Regions from separate parts of the Gossypium hirsutum genome. Here regions 1 and 3 are each linked to region 2. Evidence: chromatin contacts called from public Hi-C data. All regions are on one chromosome and are shown on one strand. The core of a region is the stretch at or near the end of the contact, and the rest is flanking DNA. Distances in the headings are between cores, read along the strand shown. Region 1 holds the start of LOC107916550 (beta-glucuronosyltransferase GlcAT14A). Region 2 holds the start of LOC107916799 (squamosa promoter-binding-like protein 13A). Region 3 holds the start of LOC107916557 (sphingosine-1-phosphate lyase).

Region 1 (2,726 bases), core at 72-2,571, 360 kb before region 2:
ATACCTTTCCTCATCGGAAGCGTCAGCACCAAGTTGCAGCAAATATCGATTCCTGGGATGATAGACAGCAAGTAGTAGCCTAAAGATCCGATCCTTATCACCTTTTCCACCAAATAAATAGTAAGCAAAAGCTGGTGGAGAATGAAGACCATGTTGGACTTGAGAAGGGAAAAGTCTAGGGGAGCTGAAAACAGAGATCGAGTAAAGTAAGAGGAGGAGAATGGAGAAAATTGTTGTCAAAAAGAGAGTGAAAAGCCATTTCTTTTCAGCTCCCATAACCCTAGTGTTTTAAGCTCCTCAAAAACTGTAGCTTTTGATTTAATGATTGAAGTTTCTTCAGCATATGGATTTATTGATGATCAAAGGAGGAAACCCGAATCGAATATGGATTTTGAAATGTTTCAGGAAATGGGTATTTGGGGATCTTTGATTTCAGAAGACTTAACACCATAGTCGATTATAATAAAATTTAGGTCAGACAGTAAAGTTTCTCCCTCTTTTTTCCCTCTCGAATTCTCTCTCTCTCTCTGATGTCAATAAAAATTATTAAAGCATTTTGTTGTTTTCTTGTATCTAAAAGTAGTAACTGTTGAAACCGGTTGGACCGACGGTTCAATTATATACATTGAACCGGAAAATATAAAGCCAGCATGAGCCTGGAATCGGAAAAACCGTTAAAATAAAAAATAATAACCTTAGTTCTACTGTGTGGAGGCCGGAGGGAAGAGGAGTCGGAAACAGAATGTGTTCCCTAAAACAGTCGATCGTGAATGTGATGTGGAACCACCTCTGGAATTCTTGCACAGTGAGCATTTGCAGACTTGACTATCTTTGTATGTGTTGGCACCATCAGATTCTCCACCTTCAATTATGGTTAAGCTATTCCACCGAATCGAGAAGCCAAAAACAGAGAAAGGAGAAATCCTTCCATTTTCCGAAAGCAAAAGCTCTTAAAAGAGTAAAAACTTGTGTTCTTTCGTTTTCTTTTAAATGTAGAGAAAAGGAAATGTGAACTTTTTTTTTAAAAAAAGGAGGGTTTTATTTACCGGCCACGATGGCCCGCTGCCTGTAACAGGAGACTTTTGGGTCTCCGGCGGCGGAGCCTCGCCGGAGATAGACAGCAAACAGAAACAGAGGAAACAGAAAAAATAATATGAAGAAAATGTTTTAAAAAAAGAAAAATCAAACATTCTTGTTCGGCCACCATGCCCACCGTCGGAGACTGGAGAACCGTTGGGTTCTCCGGCGGCCAGCGTTGCCGGAAACTAAACAGACAGAGGAGCAGAGAACTGGCAGCAAAAACAAAGGAGTTAAAACGCTTTTCTGGGATGAAAAAAAAAGAGTTAGTTTTCAGTTTTTTTTTTTTTTTGAGTTAATGGGAATTTTCGTGAAAGTCCCTCCGCGTATCCATATGTTGCAGTGAGGGGTTGTCGCAAGGTCTATTTCCAATATGAGTCCCTGTTAGTTTCCATTACCTTTTATTTTAGTCCTTATTTCAGAAATTTTGAGCAAATTAATTGCTCCTTTAACCCCTCTGCTTTCTTACATCTTTATGAAGTCTTTTTAAATTTTATTTGATTTTTTATTTTATTTATTTGTTATTATTAGGCTTACATGACAACAAAAGAAGCCCTTTAAGAAAATACAAAAAAAATTGAATTAAATTATTGTATTAAATTTGCACTTAATTAAATCTATGTGATTAATTAAAATAATTAATTAAGCTCATTCACTAATAGTTTTCTTCATGAACTACTTAAAATAAATTAATGAATCAATTAAATAATAATACGTGACAATTTCTTATTAATCTAATATTTTACCCATAGAAAATATTAAAAAAATAAAATTTTAAAATATTAAGAAAAATTATTAAAATTATATAAACTTATAAAAATTATAAAATTAACTTATAAATATTATAAAAAAAGTTATAAATTTCTTAATAAATCCTAATAATTATAAAAAATTATAAAGTTAATAAAACATATTTAAAATAATAATATATTATAAAAATGTATTAGAATTCTTAAAAATTATAAAAAATATTAAAATTGATATAAGCTTATAAAATTTATTTTAAAAAATCATAAAAGCTTAAATTGCATCGGATCAATTGGTTAAATCAATCAGACCAAAATCGACAAAGGTATCGATCTGGAAAAAGACATTGGACTTTTCGCTTCAATGGTATCACAAGTCAAACAAAGAGCAATTTGATATAGTTTTAAGGACTTGTATCGGCACAATTTGGGACTTGTGCCACAAAAAGTGTCTCAGATCCATGTCACTACACTGTTTTGAGTAGTTTTGACTTTTGGGAGTTTGTTTTGTTGGACAAAACACGTTAGCTAACAAAATAATTAAATATAAATAAACACATATAAAATAAAATCAAATAAAATTATTTATATTTAATTTGTCAAATACGAAAAACAATCAAAATAGTAACAAAATTGAAATAAAAGGAAGAAAAGAGATTTTACTAAACATTGAGGCCTGTGAAACACAGTTTCCTTAAGACAGATTCGGCCGCTCCTACAGTACTTGGAGAAACGTTGGTTGAAAGTCTCCTAGGATACAACAACACAAAGATCAAAGCAATAACACCTCTATAGTGATCAACGAACAAACCTTGCATTTTTCTATCACTAGAACATTTGAAAAATTTAGAGAAGAAAAGAAGAGTTTGGAGAGTAACAGAAAATCGGTGTGAAAGAGTGGAA
Region 2 (2,737 bases), core at 102-2,601:
CAGATTATTAGTGATACTTATTGCTTATTGCGGATTTAAAAATTAAAAATAAATAGAACACATAATAACCACTTAATAAGTTTATAAAAAAATCATTATCAATGTAACAAAAAAAAGTTCAATTAATTTCTTTCACATTTTTTTCTTATGAAAAATTAAATGTTCATAATTTTTCTTATATAATTATTCATTGAACAATTGAAATTTTCAAAGCTATATTTTTTAACTCTAGATTTAATTTCCAATTTCAAAGACCAACTTTGAGCACTATGTCTATGTACCTTGAGGGAAATATTATATTGTTAACAATAAGAGTAAATCTAAAGTGTTCTTTTTAAAGGTTTTCCCATTTTCTTTAACCAATTTTGTATCAAGGGTTATAAAATATTATATTTAAAAGAAAGTTAATGAAAAAAAGAAATGAAAATAAAGTTTCAAGATAAAATAATAATTTTAAATAATACTATTCACATATTATTGAAAATATTCAATATTAATATTTTACTAATAAATATTTATTACAATTGTAAATATATTAATAATAAATATTTTATAGTATAAAAGTTAAAATATGTCATAAGCCTATGTACATTTCACGGACTTATAATTTAGTATTTGTACTTTTATTTTCAAGAATTTAGTCCCTTTACTTTTCAAATTTAAAAATCAAGTCCAATTGTTGACATCGTTAATTTTTTTTGTCAATTTTGTTGATGTCACATTTTTAAATAAAAAATACTTACTTAGTAGTCATTTAAGTAAAAAAATAAAGTTGTAATGAATCTGAATTTAACATAATATTTTTAATATATGCAAAAACAATGTAAAAAATAAAAGTATAGATAAAAATAAATTCAATTAAACAATGCAAAAAAAAGAAGAAGAAAATCTCAAATATATATTTGTTTAATTAAAAACAACTTTTATGAAATATTTTAAAGAAATCTACAAAATAACAGAAAATATTTTACATAGATTCATCCAAATACCAAAAAATATTAATTTTTCTAAAAAAGTAAATCATTTTCTACAAGTCTTTTTCAGTAAAACAAACGGAGCCTAAATTTTTATGAATAATATCTTTATTTTTTTAATACTTAATTTATTAATGATTTTTATTAGAAGAAATGTTTAAAATCTCATTATCAAATAAATTTAATAATAAGAATAAAGGAATTGAGACACTTGTAAGGAAAAAGAAATGAAAGGAAGGTAAAGAGTAAATAGACAAGAAGGAAGGATGAAACAAAGAAACATGAAGGAAAGAATGAAGAGTGAAATTTGTTTTGAAAAGTCCACAAGATTTAAAGCATTGGCTACAACCTTGGTCCTTTTTCCTGCCCACTCCACTAGTTTTCTAAATCTGAATATTTTTATTACAATAAATACTTGCTTCAAGGCTCTAAACCTAAAAAAGGAAGTGAAGACTGAAAGAGAGTTGGAAAGAAAGATCAACCCCCTGCCCCCCCCCCCCCGGTTCTTGCCTTTTTCATGCTTTATCTCTCCTTCTTTCTCTCCATCACTTGAATACCATTATCCATTTCTCTTTGTTTTACTTCCATTTTCATGCAATCCCTCAATCCCACCCCCTTTCTCTTTGCTTTCTAACTCTTTTTTCTTTTTCATCCAACCTTTTTTTTTTTAATGGCTACCCATCCAAACTCCTCTCTTCTTTTGCAACTTGTTTAACACTACTTCCTCCACTCCACAGTTCCCCCCTTTTCTCCCTCTCCTTTTCACTCAAACTCCCAGTCCACAACTTCCCAAGATAAGATTCTTCCCCTCCTCTGCTAGATTTCTGGGATTCTCTCTAAGGTATCCTTTTAGCTTCTTTTTCTTTAACTGTCCCTTTAATTTTTAGTATAGATTTCAAGTCACTTCCTTCTATTTACTAATTGTTATGGTATAATTTCAAATGAAATGAAATTTAGATAATTCAGTGATAAAATATACCATCAAACAATACAAAGGTCTTCCAATACAAATCTCTGTAAAAATGGTAGGGTTCTTCTGTTAGAACCTCTACACGTTGTACTGATATAATTATGTCACGGGTTAAAAAAAGAAACAAAGACCCATATGAAGTCTTCCCTTTTTCAGTCAATGAAAGTGGTGGTGCCAACTTGTGCTCAAACTCCAAAGAAAAAGAAAATGTCTCTACTTTAGGAAACACCCTATTTGAACAACAATTTTATATATATTTCTACTACATGAGCACAAGTTCTAGCTTCCATCATCCTTCATTAACATTTCCAATGATTAATGTAGTTTTTTTTAAATCTCCAATTCGGATTATTTTCATCTGAAGAAAAAAAAAACTAATTTTGTGGTAATATTGGCCTTTTCATCCTTAAATATCTTCCATTTTTTTGTGGTTGGGCTGACTCTAATGATGTGACAGTGACATATGTATCGAGCATTCGATTACCATAAAAGTTGTATTATTATTTCGTTTTAGGGTATATTGCTATTATTTATTATTATTTTCCTTCATCATTCTTCTTCTCTTTCACATGTTACTTCTTGGATGCTAGGAGGAGTAGAGAAAGCTTCATTAGGTCTCATATATATTTTCCAAAAGCCACATCGTACGACAAATTTAAAAGTCAAACCAGGGCGAACTCTTTCCTAAAGTAAGTTCAATGTGAAATTTTGTTTAAGGAACATTAAAATGTATCGAGTATTGGTGAATTTCATTAAGATATATACAATTCATTTCTACAATTAAACTTATCAT
Region 3 (2,700 bases), core at 42-2,541, 270 kb before region 2:
CCCTGATGGTGTCATTCAGGCTTTGGCTATTCTACACCAATATTCCAACATTATTTATCTCTCTTTTGCTCTTACAGTTTAATGAAAGCAGCACTCGTGCTTAGTTTAAACAAATACACAGTAGCACTCATGCATAGTTTAAACAAATACACAGTACATTTCCATCTAGACAAACACCAAAAAAGCAAAAGAGTGCTACACTACAGTCTCACAACCCAAACTGCAAGCCCTTTTTTTTAAAATTCTATTTATGAGTTCCCTTATTAAATGCACAAAAAGTATGTAAAAAAAATTATATCAATCAGAGAGAAAATTCTAAATAGCGCCGGCGACTATAACTGTAATACAAGAAATGAACTAATCATTCACTGATATAGAGTAAGGCCCTCTATGATGCCAAATAAAAGAAATCAAACAAATCCAAGGAACCGTACCATACTATAAAATGCAAGCCATTAATGTGTTTTCAGATATCCACAAACAATAGTAGCGGCCAGCGTTGGAATTTTTATAGCATCATAATACTACTACACTAACAAATGCTTTGAATGCAACTCAGCGGACGCGTATTAAATGCTTCCAGTTATTCCTGATCCAGTTACAATATATTCTTTCATTCATTGCCCAAACAAAAAGAAAAATAAATTCCTATTGTTAGCAAAGAATCAAAACTAAGCATTAATCCGCAGCACGAATAAAACTGAGTGTATAAATCATTTTTAAAAAAATCAATAAATATGCCTTAAATTATAAGAATATATATAATCTGACCTTTTGTTTCTCTGCATCAATATAACTCTGAACACCAGGAACCAACCTTTTTTTTGTAAAAAAGGTGTTTTTTTGCAAAATGGAGAACAAATTGATTAGTCAATGAAAATGAATATTTCCGCTCTGAAACTTAAATAAAATAAAACATATAAATTTTAATAGATTACTTGATGGAACGCATGAATAAGGCTAAGACCGTAGCTTTGAGGCCTTTCTCGTGAATAACGGAAAGGAGCGAGTGAAGTAGACGGGCAATAAATAGAGTGAGCAGAGGGGCGAGAAGCAGAGCCAAAGGTTCGAATTGTGAAAGGAAGAGATTGGCAGAAAGTCTGAAGCGAACTAAGAATGAATTCAACCAAGAAGAAGAATAATCCATCTTTGTTTCCTCCTGAAAAATTTAGGAAGAAGAGAGGAAATGTGAAAGGGTTTATAATGTTGGGGTTGGTAATCGCGTGCAAGGCACGTCCCTTGTGTTTTGGCGGGGGTGGAATGCGTGACGTTGCCTCACTTTTCCTTCGACTTTCCTGGTTCCTCCTACAAAACTAAATTATTCCTCTAATAATTGCAATCATTATTTTTCTTTAATTTATTTCATGAATTATTCTAATCAAAATGTTTTAACCAGCAATGTATGAGCATGTTTTCAGAATTGCATTTCATCATCTATTATTATTTATTTATTTCACAAATTATTGAACTTGGAATGTTATTCTACCTAAAAAATATCATTTACTTATTCTCACTTGAGTGTGAAATATTATCCAATAATCCCCATGACATTTACATAAATATTTTTTAATAAGTTGTATTTCAAGAGTTTAAATTTCATTCAAATATAGAAATAAAAATGAGATAATATCAAATATATTATTTTAGAAGTTCGACTTATACATACTATGATTTTAAACGTGATAACATCGAACTGTAGAAAAGAAGGGGAAATAGAGCTTCTGATTGGTGTAGACAGTGTAAACAGAGAAAGTCATATAGCATATATTTCGAATAGTTAAGTGACCAAAACGATAACTTACCTACAACTTAGGAACTAATGGTGAAATTTACCCCTTTTTATTTTGAAGGAAAGGTCAGGTGGGATTGATGATATGCTCAAACTCTAATATTTATAAGATATAATTTACAATTTCGTCCTTGAAGTATACTTATTATCCACTTTGGTACTTTAAACTTTTTTTTTACCCAATTTGATACCTAAAGTATTGATTTGTTATGGTTTTTGGTCCAACTTTTAACAGAAATAAAAAAAATCTGGCGGCCAATCAAATAAAGCCACGTGGCTTGATCTATATTTTCATAAACTATTTTTTTGTTAAAACGAAAATATATATTATTAATATAATGTATTTCTTAATTATTTTTTATTAAATTTCTTTTACAACCCTTCTTGATCCTTCAACAAAAACCCATTTCTAAGAAAACCCAGATTTGCATTTTCTTCCAGTAATTCTTGTATTCTCCACTTCTAATTTTACCACATATCATATATGTAACATCCCAAAAATCTCAAAGGGCACTAATAGTAGTGTTGAAAAAAAATAAATAACAAAATTTCCCAATAATGATAGTAAAGTCCAAATTTGACATTAGAAAGGAAAGCATAAATAGTAAATTTTCAATAAAGATTAAATTGGAAATTTGTGAAAGATGGACTAAAAGTACAAATTTAGTATTTTAGAAAAATGATAAAATTTTTAATAAATAGTTTTTTATGAATGTGACATGGATATGAATTGACAGGTGGAGTAGAAAAATTATATATATATATGGACTAGATTGAGAAGTGGTGAAAATATAGGGACTAAAGTGTAATTTTATCATTTTTTGAGAAAATGGCTTAATTGCCATTATGTCATGAACAAATAATATCTATTTGATGGGAGAAATTATGACCATTGGAATAAAATCATGTGA

What was found. A called contact is a pair of places that touch in the nucleus more often than the background predicts.
Region 1: a Hi-C map of leaf shows a contact between it and region 2, with 2.2 times the contacts expected there. The contact joins the promoter of LOC107916550 here to the promoter of LOC107916799 in region 2. A contact is called at or near these places in 3 of 34 Hi-C or Micro-C datasets (all in leaf).
Region 3: a contact with region 2 is called in a Hi-C map of leaf, with 3 times the contacts expected there. The contact joins the promoter of LOC107916557 here to the promoter of LOC107916799 in region 2. A contact is called at or near these places in 19 of 34 Hi-C or Micro-C datasets (anther, callus, fibers and 4 more).

What each region holds. Positions count from the first base shown.
Region 1 is chrA01:93,246,617-93,249,342 of Gossypium_hirsutum_v2.1, forward strand. It overlaps LOC107916550 (beta-glucuronosyltransferase GlcAT14A), which reads right to left and starts at 1,322. Exons shown (of 5, transcript XM_016845824.2): 1 at 695-1,322; 2 at 1-184. The coding sequence starts at 813.
Region 2 is chrA01:93,609,039-93,611,775 of Gossypium_hirsutum_v2.1, forward strand. LOC107916799 (squamosa promoter-binding-like protein 13A) reads left to right here and starts at 1,352. Exons shown (of 4, transcript XM_016846173.2): 1 at 1,352-1,815.
Region 3 is chrA01:93,338,097-93,340,796 of Gossypium_hirsutum_v2.1, forward strand. It overlaps LOC107916557 (sphingosine-1-phosphate lyase), which reads right to left and starts at 1,292. Exons shown (of 15, transcript XM_016845829.1): 1 at 939-1,292; 2 at 772-817. The coding sequence starts at 1,147.